2 separate regions of the Gossypium hirsutum genome follow, and region 1 is linked to region 2. Evidence: chromatin contacts called from public Hi-C data. All regions are on one chromosome and are shown on one strand. The core of a region is the stretch at or near the end of the contact, and the rest is flanking DNA. Distances in the headings are between cores, read along the strand shown.

What was found. Hi-C and Micro-C count contacts between places; a contact is called where the count stands out from the background.
Region 1: a contact with region 2 is called in a Hi-C map of leaf, with 4 times the contacts expected there. The contact joins the enhancer-like site here to the promoter of LOC107901577 in region 2. A contact is called at or near these places in 2 of 34 Hi-C or Micro-C datasets (both in leaf).

The regions. Positions count from the first base shown.
Region 1 is chrD06:22,583,542-22,588,740 of Gossypium_hirsutum_v2.1, reverse strand. No RefSeq gene overlaps it. Among protein-coding and RNA genes, the nearest start is that of LOC107901584, 32 kb to the right of the region's middle. Within about 2 kb of position 3,245, at least 9 of the 9 cell types and tissues checked have an H3K27ac peak or open chromatin away from gene starts, as enhancers often do. A contact at or near this core is called in leaf, where this site is marked.
Region 2 is chrD06:22,218,025-22,223,926 of Gossypium_hirsutum_v2.1, reverse strand. It overlaps LOC107901577 (DCN1-like protein 4), which reads right to left and starts at 4,537. Exons shown (of 10, transcript XM_016827632.2): 1 at 4,252-4,537; 2 at 2,347-2,431; 3 at 1,858-1,932; 4 at 1,735-1,771; 5 at 1,538-1,621; 6 at 1,350-1,410; 7 at 1,134-1,240; 8 at 951-1,016; 9 at 617-757; 10 at 376-542. The coding sequence starts at 4,327. The coding sequence ends at 662.

The sequences.
Region 1 (5,199 bases), core at 1,996-4,495, 370 kb before region 2:
ACTATAACCAATTTTCATCATGAAACCTTTGTTTTGATCTTCCAAACGCTGAAATCCAAGACCTCTATGTAACTTAGGCTGACAAATGTTATTCCACCCTACCAAAGCCAATCAACTTTTCCCTTTCGTAGCCCCCCAAATAAATTGTCTAGCTAATTCTTTAATATAGTCGCAAATCCCCTTAGGGACTAGAGTTGACTACATGAGATATCTCAAAATAGTCAACAGAACTGATTGTTCTAAGGTAACCCTTCCAGCAAAAGAGAGTAGCTTAGTATCCCAACTAGATAGCTGACTACGAACTCTTTCCACCAAAAAATTAAGAATACCATTGGTAACCTTTTTGTGAAAGAGTGGAACCCCGAGATAGTGACCCAAATCATTAACTTCTTGAAAGCCAAGCATGTCATTGATCTCACTCCTTAAGGAATCATTAACACCTATGGAAAAGAAAATATTCGTTTTCCTGACGTTGACCTTGTGACCTGATAACTCGTAAAAATTACACAAAAAATTCTTAAGGAGGCAACTATGAGCCAAATCAACTCAACTAAAAATCACCAAGTCATCTGCAAAAAAAATATATGTGAGAGATTCGATCCTATGCAAGATAATCAAATGGGACTCACTCCTCTGAAGAGATACCCGCGTGAAATCTATGGCCCAACCATTCTATACAAAAAACGAAGAGATATGGTGACAAAAAATATCCCTGTTGAATACCTTTAACCGATCTAAACTTTTGTGTTGGAGCACCATTCCCTAAAACCTGTATAGAGGATGATGAAATAGCATTCATAATAACTCTAACCAAGTGAGAAGGAATACATGTTGCATTAAGAGAAGCTTCCATGAAATCCCATCTGACTCTGTCATAAGCCTTCTCCAAATCGATCTTGATTGCCATCCACTGAAGCTTCTTCCTGGATCTCATTGAATGTAACGCTTCTTGGGCAATAGTGACATTATCAATAATGCTTCTCCCTGCAATGAAGCCTACTTGTTCTTGACCTATGATCTTTGAGAAGATACTCTTAAATCTATTTGCAATGACTTCATGACCAGCTTATACAACACAGAGCAGGGACTAATAGGACGGAACCGCGAGAAGTTTTTTGGGTTAGAAACTTTAGGGATTTAACACAATAAGTGTGTTATTAAACTTTGAATCAATGGTTCCTCCCTCGAAAACCTTCTTAACCCACTCACAAATAGCTCCCCCTGATTATCCCATTGGTTTTGAAAGTAACTAGTTTGAAAACCATCGCTACCTGTGGCTTTCAAGGGTGCCATATTAAAAAAGGCAACCCTAATTTCCTCATCGTAACACCTCTCCCAAGAAAATCAACATCTTTGTTACTAAAGCTTGGAAAAACATTAGGAGGTAGAAACCCTAACGGACCTGGATTCTCCCCGTAAAGATTCTGGAAAAAGTTAACTTCTTCCATCTTAAGAACCTCAGGATCGAAAATCAAATCCCCATCAGCATTACACAAAGTAGTGATTTTATTAAAATTTCTTCTCTGAACCGTATGCTTGTGAAAGTAGCTCGTGTTACGATCGCCCAATTTTAGCTACTCACATCTAGACTTTTGCTTCCAGAGTATCTCCTCATGGTGGAGAATATTTTCAAGCTCAAATGATCACTTCTTGCTGAAAAAGACAATTAGACCCCAAGAGATCCAAAGCATGGTGTATCTTAGCAAGCTTGTACATTAACTGCCTCTTCCATTGACTTATATGACCATAAACACATTTGTTCTACATTTTAAGCTTATCCGTAAACGTAGCAATTGTACTTGTTATATTGCCATTGAAGCTCCAATTATTCATAACAAATCCAGAGAAATTTTGGTGATGCAGCCAGCCAGCTAAAAATTAGAAGGGACGATTAGGAGCACAACTAACATCATAACAAAAATTCAAGAGCAGTGGACGATGATCAGATTTAATTCTGGGAAAATGGGTAATCAAACAGTTGCGGAAGGCTTCCATCCAAGCGTCATTTCCCACAACCCTATCAAGTCTTTCAGAAAGATTACCACGATGCCACGTGAACGGGGGACCCTGAAAACCCAGGTCGTGCAAATGAGCTTTGTCCATAACTTTGCCAAAAGACTAGCATCTGCGACCTTTGTCATAACCATCTTTTTTATCTTCTGATGATAGGATAGCGTTAAATTCTCCAATGGCCATCCAAGGAACATACTCACGTGGGACTGAGCGACTTAAATCTTTCCACAAAATTTTCCTTTTCTGTTTATCAAGGCTCCCATCAACAAAAGTAATAAATATCATATGAAAATACAATTTATAACAAATACAAGCCAGGATGAATTGAAGATAGTTACCAACCACCTTCAAATTGTGTTAGTTTTAACCCCGCTGATTCTTGGCTTAAGAAGGCTAATAATATTACGCTTGTACTGATTATTATACTTACAAAAAACTTGTAAAAATTTATTAGACGCACACCCCTACACATTCCAAGATAAAATAGACAAATTCATATTAAAAAGAAAGAAAATAGTTTCTCTTAATGGTGGCCAGTAGAAGAAAACTCCTCTCTCTCTCCTTTTCTCTGCGATAAATCTTTAGCAGAATTTTCATCAATCTCAGATGCAATAAGCTCTGCTGCCCTCTTCATAGAATCAACAAAATAAACCCGGGTATTTTCAGAGTTCTTGAAACGATTACTCAATCCCTTTAAGGTTTTATTGAGTTTCCACCCTTCTTTAGAGCTAGTTACTTTAGCATTTGTATTTTGTCCCTTCAAGACCACTCTAGGAAATTTAATTTCAGTCGGACAAATACTACCCCCTATCTCCTCTCTAACAGGCTCCAGAATGCTTCTCTTTTTTAAAACCACTGCCGAATTGTTTTTGGCCTCCAACACTCCTTCCTTTACCTCCACATTAACAAACGAACTCTCCTCAAATATAGGATTAAAGTGCACTACATGTTCTGCTTGTTTTTGGATTGAAATAGGAGTGTACATCTTCACGTGGTCTGCAACAAAACCATTCTGTGAATTTAAAACTAAAAGACAAAAGGAGTCAGAAATACTTCAATTTAGGGACTGATTATTTTCTCCAACACTGGGTAGTGAAACGTGCATGACACTAGAAAGCTTTGAAAGATCTGTTCTAGCCTCCTTCGAAACTTGGGTCTCTTACTACTGTCCAAAATCAAAACTGCTAGAGGCCTGCTGAATATCCAAAGGAGCCTGCTGATTAGCAGCTGAAGGAACCTGTGGGACCAAGCCCAACTTGAGCCCAACCTTATTATGATCCTTTAAGAGAGTATTGGTTTTAGGGTCACAGGCCTGACCATTAAGAAGCTTTCCCACCGACAGGCCCAAATTCACTTTTTTAGAACCATTAAAAATAAATTTTTTACCTGTTGAAGATTTCTCTTGGGTATCACTTAATGTAGCTTTCCCTTTTTTCTTCAAATCTCTCTAATTTTCCTTAATTAAATCCTCCTCCGTTGAACTCGCCTCCAGACCTATTAACAATTGAAATCATGATCCCATAATTTTCTCCCCTTTAGAATTATTACCTTTTTTGATCTCATCCAAGGTGCCGCGTCTGCTCCTCCGCTCCACCAGCATCCAGGGGCCATAATCCCCATCTCCGACCACCACAGAAGTTGAAAAGTTTTGTTCCAAAGTCTCTCCCTTCTCTTTCATCTCTGAAGAATGTGTGACAGACGGACAGTTCTCCTTGATGTGTCCATAACAGCCACACTTAAAGCATACCACAGGTAGGTTCTCATACTCAATTCTTTGAGGGCTACATTGATGAGAATTTTAGAAACTAAAGGTCTCCCTAAATTGACATAAATTGCCATGCGAGCATAACGACCCCGTGCTTTGCTATCCGTGTTGAAATCTAATTTAGTAACTTTGCCTACCATTCCCCCAATCTCTATTAGAATCTGTTTTTGATATAAATGGCTAGGAAGACCAGGAAACTGAATCCATGTGAGAACCATATTAGGGTAAGGTAGACTAGGATTAAAATCGATCTTCCATGGTTGAACGGTTAGGTAATGACCGAAAATAACCCACGAGCCCTAGGAGAGGATCTTATCATAGTCATCAGTGCTTTGAAATTTAGCGAGAAAATAACCATTCTCTATATCCATTAATTGAAAAAGCTTAGATGGTTTCCAAGTCCCATATAATCTATCATGCAGAGTCGTGATTCCAAGGTTCCGACCAAGCATCTTGAGAACTACAGAGGTTGACATTTCCTTTTCCAAGAGCTGATATACTCTCTCCGAGAAATCTATTGAAGGAACACCATCGACAACCAATTTCTTTACATCCTGCTCAGTGAGGGAAAAATTATCAACAAGGAAGTGGCCATTATTTGTATTATTTTGCACAGGAGTATCCTTCCCCGCTAGCATATCTTTTCAAGAAAAAAAAGGCGTTGGTGATGACTCCACGACCATTACATCTTCAAGAATCACATCCGAGTCCTTGAAACAGACCTTCTTTGTGTTGGAATCCTCCACAACCATCACATCTTTAAGATTCACGTTCGATTCCTTGAAACAGACCTTCTTTGTGATGGAATCCTCAGTAAGAGAATCACTTTCTCCATTATTGTCCACATTAGAAACCGAAGAAGACGAGAGCATTTTCAGAATTGCCCTCAATGGAATTTAACTCCCTAGTGAGCCATTAAAGATGAAAATTTAATCAATTAATCCCCTTCGTTAATGTTGACCGAGTTTGACCATTAAATTATCAACAAGGAAGTGCCCATTATTTGTATTATTCTGCACAGGAGTATCCTTCCCCACTAGCATATCTTTTCAAGAAAAAGAAGGCGTTGGTGATGACTCCACGACCATTACATCTTCAAGAATCACATCTGAGTCCTTGAAACAGACCTTCTTTGTGTTGGAATCCTCCACAACCATCACATCTTCAAGGTTCACGTTCGATTCCTTGAAACAGACCTTCTTTGTGATGGAATCCTCAGGAAGGGAATCACCTTCTCCATTATTGTCCACATTAGAAACCGAAGAAGACGAGAGCATTTTCAGAATTGCCCTCAACGGAATTTAACACCCAAGTGAGCCATTAAAGATGAAAATTTAATCAATTAATCCCCTTCGTTAATGTTGACCGAGTTTGACCATTAAATTTTGTTGACATGGATGTTCGATCAATTAAACGGTGAC
Region 2 (5,902 bases), core at 3,288-5,787:
AACACCCTCTAACCTCTGATTGAATAACATTGGATGTCAAAGGATAACCATAAACGGATTAAAAAAGCTCCACAAACAAATTTAAAATATCGTCAACATCTTGTATTCTAAAAGCACGTAATATCATCTTAAACCCTAATGACATCCCTTTGAAAAATGTCTAACAAAGAAAATGAAAAAAGGATTAATATCTAGGGGAAGCCTCGTGCAAGAATGATGATTTCTTTAATCCGGTCTAATTCTGGTTTTACTCACTCTATTATGCTGAATTTTATTATTTAATCCTTCTACCTTAAGTTGTCATAATTGAATCACTACTTCATAACACCATTAGTTGATGACATGAACAAAAATTAGCTTTAATAGAGAAAAAGAGAAAGAAAACTGTATTTTACTGAATGCAGAATGTATAAAATGATCTCAGGATAACAAAATTGTAGGGGTTTATCATGCACAGAAAAAAAACAAAGTTTCAGCAAAATTCGGTTTAATCAGTTAAATGAGCCAGCTCCATGGTTACTGGTTAGGGTTCTTGCAAGGTCCTGCAGACAGATGAATAAAAATGAATTTGTCGTTTCCTTTTAATGTAAGAGACACAGAGGGAGAGATCATTTACCTTATAAAATCAGCAAACTGCAAGAAACACAAAAAGATGCCAACTCTAGCCATGCTTTTGTCTCATCCATTCAACGAAATTGTCAAGAATCAACGGCCAAGCTAGGGCTGAATCATAATTTCCAAGATCTGGAAAACTAATCTGTGCTAGCAAGGAATCACAGTTATCAGAGATGCCACAAATTGCATGAAGGGGGAAAAAAAGGCAAACAGATACTTTTTCCTCACATATCATGCATAGCTCCATTCTATCGATCCGATTATATAGATTAGCATATTTGTGAATCATTACCAAACAAATATAGTATGAACATTTTCTTTTCAAATAGGCTTACCTCTTGGCAAAAACGTAGAAAATTTATCCACTGGTCCAAGTTTATTACTTTGTAATCACTCTGGACCTACAAGCAAATCAAGTCCAAGTATAACAAACATGTCATTGAACGAGTGTTCTGATAATTTGGAATGGCATCTGATCTGCATATATTTTCTAAAGATGAAAGAAATGACGGTCAAACCTTTAAATACTCGACTAGTACATCAACCTTAGGACGAAATTGGGCTCCCAGAACAAGATTCAACAATTCACAGATGCTGTCAATGTCCAAGCTCTTTTGCTTCTCCTCTGAGGCAGTTGATCAATGTCAATTTTTTGTTAAAAGAACAAATTGCTAGACAAGAGAAGCTGGCATAGTGAAAAAGAAAGGTTGTTTTCATTCAATTAAAGAGAAAACCTGTTAGGCAGTATCGAAATGCATAGGTATAGAAATCCTCATAGTTCGTTGGCTTCCCCACCTTCAAATTTTCAGATGTAGAAAAAGCTAAATTCAGCACTACCACTTAATTTCTCACTTGTCAACCAGAATATATAACTTTACAATGGTAGCAATAACTGCTGCAACAGATACAAGTATGGAAGTACCTCAATCTCCAGTTCGCAAAGTGCCTTTTTCAGTTTGCTAAGTGAATCGACCCCCAATGCTTTCATGCCAGTTCGCCACTCATCCTGATTCAGTGCAAGAGAAGAAAAAAGGCAGTCATTCTTCTAATGTCAGTTAAGATGTTCTATTATAGCATCCATCAAATAGAGCACGCTATGTAAGTTGCACTTCTAATGACCTGGGTGAAATAGCCCTGCTTTCCAGCTTTTAATTTCCTGAGATATGCAGCAGAACACATAATGTTAGAAGAAACTCAGACCAAATTTCGGGTCCAGTCTTAAATCCATAGAATATAACATACCAAGCAAGCATCAATATCCTCACATCAGTGTAGTCCACTCCTAGATCTGAACAGAGTGCTTCAATACCATCTGGACTGCTCAAGCAAACAAAGAGTATCAGTGTGTGTACATGCAACTATTTAAAGAAAATCTCTCCTTGTGCATCCATTTAGGCCTATATTAACTTGTTCAGATAAAAAAATGTTTGAGAGTGAGTGTGTGTGTGTGTGTGTGTAAAGATGATTCATGACCTTTTCAATGATTTATGTTCAAATCACAACTTAAAACAAAAACGTAATGAAATGTAACACCTTTCAGAATCATAAGGAAATGACAACACTTACTGACATTGAAAAATGACAACAACGTGACTTGGATAAATATAATGAATTTATTCGGCTCATTCTTCTTTTTTATCTAAGGAAAACGATTGTTATAGCTAGAGAATAAACATGACCCCACTTCAGTGGCTCTACAAATAAAAAGGAATGGGGGCAGAATATACTTACTCAATCACGCCTAATGAACTATTGGCATATGAATTGAACAAACGATCTATTTTCTCCATCCCCTTTGTTTTAGCTTTACTTGAGACTGAGAAAAGAAATAGCATTATCTAGTTAGAATACCAGCCACTCCATCAAAACACCGCAAAAAGTTTGTTAAATAAACAGAAGCATATTTAATAAACAATTCTTTCAGCCTTCATAAAATAACAAGAATCATTATTTTATCTATTTAACCAACATTCAATACAGAATGCAACACTACAGAACGCCAATTCCAATACTTTTCAGGCATAAACATCAAGCAATCGATTCTCCACCTAAGTTTTTTTTGTGTGTGTGAAATCAATGTGTGATCCATATCCATTTTACCGTCCACAGAGACTAATCTTTCGAGATCTGTAGTTACCCTCTCAATAATGTTATCTCCAAAGAGAATAATGTGCCTTACTGTTACATCAGGTACTTGTCGGTCAAAATTATCAATATCATAGAATCAACATTGCCAGGCTGGTACTTCAGTGAGACCACATACTCTAATCCAGACCACCAATTAAGGGAACAACATAAGGAAAATAACATGTGGCCATTATATTCCGGGTTTTCTAATATATCAAAAATATTTATTTATTATTGTGTATCAAACACGAAATTATATACCAAAGTATACCACCTAAAAAAGTTGAGCTTCAGCTTTGCAATAAAAGTACTATGAAGGCCCCTATAGTAGGTGTCAGATTGCATTTTACCCCACCCCAAAAAATGGGCAAATTAGTCCATGTACGTTAAATCTAAAGAACAAATTGATCCTTCTGATAAAAATTCCATTCATTTTTACCCTTAAAAGCAGATGAAATTTCTGTTTTACTCTTTGATTTAATGTACAGAGATTAACTTACCCATTTTTTTAATTTACCCATTTTTTGAGTAAAAGCGGCAGAATATAATCTAATTCTTAGTATAAGGAGCTTCATGATGCTTTTACTATGCTTCAACCTTCTAATATAATTTGGTAAATAATTTTGCGCTACCAACAACTACCACTGTTAGGTTGAGTAATAAGATAACAATATGAGAGTTTGCTCCTGTTTAGGGCCTATCCAACTCGACTCTAGATTTAATTCGACTCAATAGGGCTTGCTCCTGTTTAGGGCCTATCCAGCTCGACTCTAGATTTAATTAGACTCAATGTGGCTATCATGAAGGGAGGTGTTACACCGAAAAAAAACAAATTGAGTTTGATACATAATAAATAAAAAATTAATTTCATATTTTCTTTATAAAAAATCCTTTATATCCTAAATATTAAAAGCTAGGTCCTTTTTAATGTTTCAATCTATGCCTTCTCAACTCCTTAGTCCTTACATAACTTTCAGGTTCCATGCTAAATAGACCCCTTTTTTTTATGTAAGAGTCTCTTAAATTTAAGTGAAGCAGAAATATACTGCAAATTACATTCAGCTACAAAACCCAGAAACTATAATCAATAACCAATTCATGCCAAGATAATAATAATCAATTTACATTACGTTCTACGAAGTTTCTTTGTTGCAAGGTTCCTTCTTTTGTTTTTAGGTATCGTTAAAAATGTAATAACGTACGAATTTTAAATTATATAATCCCAATTCCCGCGGTTCCTGAGAAACTAATCCGAACAGAATAAATTATATATCGCAATTATATACCCGCTAATTACAGTGAAGAACTTTTCATCAGAAATAAATTAATGGGGGTTACTCTAATTAATCAATAAAAAAAATTTTATTTCCTTAACCCTTTTTTCCCGCGTTTTCTCGCGTACCAAACATAGCAAAATCTCCTCTCTCTCTCTCTCTCTCTCTCTCTCTCTCTCTCTCTTTTCTAAAACGAAGGAAAAAGAAAATAAGAAAAGGGCAAAGGAGAAGGTACCAGAACGGCCGTCGGATGATGTGACGGTTGAGGAGTTGGGTGGGGCCGATTTTCGCTTAGATGCGCGAGGTGGCATCGCGTCAATGCGGAGGAGAAACAATCACAGCCGCTTGATTTGATGACCAATTTGAATTTTGACCAAGTTTGAAAAAACCAAGAACCCTAGATCCCAATAATATTTACAGAGAAAAAAGGAGATAAATGAATTAGAATTTGAGATAGAAGAAAAAGAGAGGAGTTTTTGAGGAAACGTATATTTTCGTTTTATATATAAAAGGAGAAAGAGACTGCGAGAAGAGTGTGTGAATGGCACAAGGAAAGAAGGTTTTTTCTTTTTTGGTCTAATTTTGTCTTTAGTCCCTATACTTTTAAAATGTTTTATATTTAGTCCATTTTGGATATAATTTTAATTATTCGAAATGAATTATACTTTTTATAACTTAATTTGGATACAATTTAAGTATAAGCATAAGCTGAATCTAAGTTAATGGGTATTAAAACAACATTGCAACATTACAACATTACACATAACAATTTTACAGCATTAGCTCAATTCCGACCCGATTCTGACGACTGTCCAACATGATAGTTTCGCTGAGGGCATTTATTCCAATTATGACCATTTAACCTGCATAATCCACAATGCTTACCGTCGGATTTCTCCCTAATGTCCATTTCATTATGGAATCTGTTTGATTGCGGACGACCTCTTGGATTTCTACGTAGCCCTCTATCTCGGAGAAGCTCGAAAGTTGTCGGAGGTACCTCCCACGTAGACAGGTCAGGCAGGACGGGGAACTCATTTTCCCAGACACGCAATGTGTGCTCGAGCGTGTATACATCATCGACATATTGTTCAACATTAAGGTTCACCTTAGCACACGCTGCCACGACATGCGCACATGGATAATGAAGTGTTTCGAACCTCCTGCACTCGCACCGTCTGTTCCGGAGACCAACTTCATAGGACCTAGGTGGTATACAAGGTCGACAACCGATGGTCTCACTAACTCGAAATGTTTCCAGACGTCATGAATATATTTCTACAGTCATCGACCTCGCCATCCGACGGTTTGCAACCATTGCATCTCTGACATCTTCGACAAACACGTGTCCCGCCTCCATCTGGTCAACTTGTTGCTGATCTATTCTTGGCATTAAGGTAGCCAACCTGTAGAATGTAGCAGAGAAGACAGATGCAATTGGAAGATGACGTGTTTTCAACAACACAGCGTTAACCCCCTCCACTAAGTTTGTGGTCATTTGACCATAACGAAAGCCCTCGTCAAAACTTTGAGCCCATTGCCACGGCTCTATTGTACCCAACCATTGTCGGAAAGATGTGTTTGTTTGCCCCTCGATGTCACTCTCAAGTCGAATCATTCTTTGGCGGAAAATATGTGGCTCTAACTCGTACACTGTATACGTATTAAGAAAAGATAAGTTCCAGTAACTCAATAACATAAAACATTACAACTTATATTGAAAAGATAAGGTTATCATTTACCCATTGTCACGACTTGTCTCTTCCAGCCTACATTCTTATAATATTTATGGAAGTTAGACACAATGTGACGGATGCAGTAAACGGATCTCCATGGCACATCGGAACGCCTAATTGCTGCAATTAAACCTTTCCCTCTAATGGAGA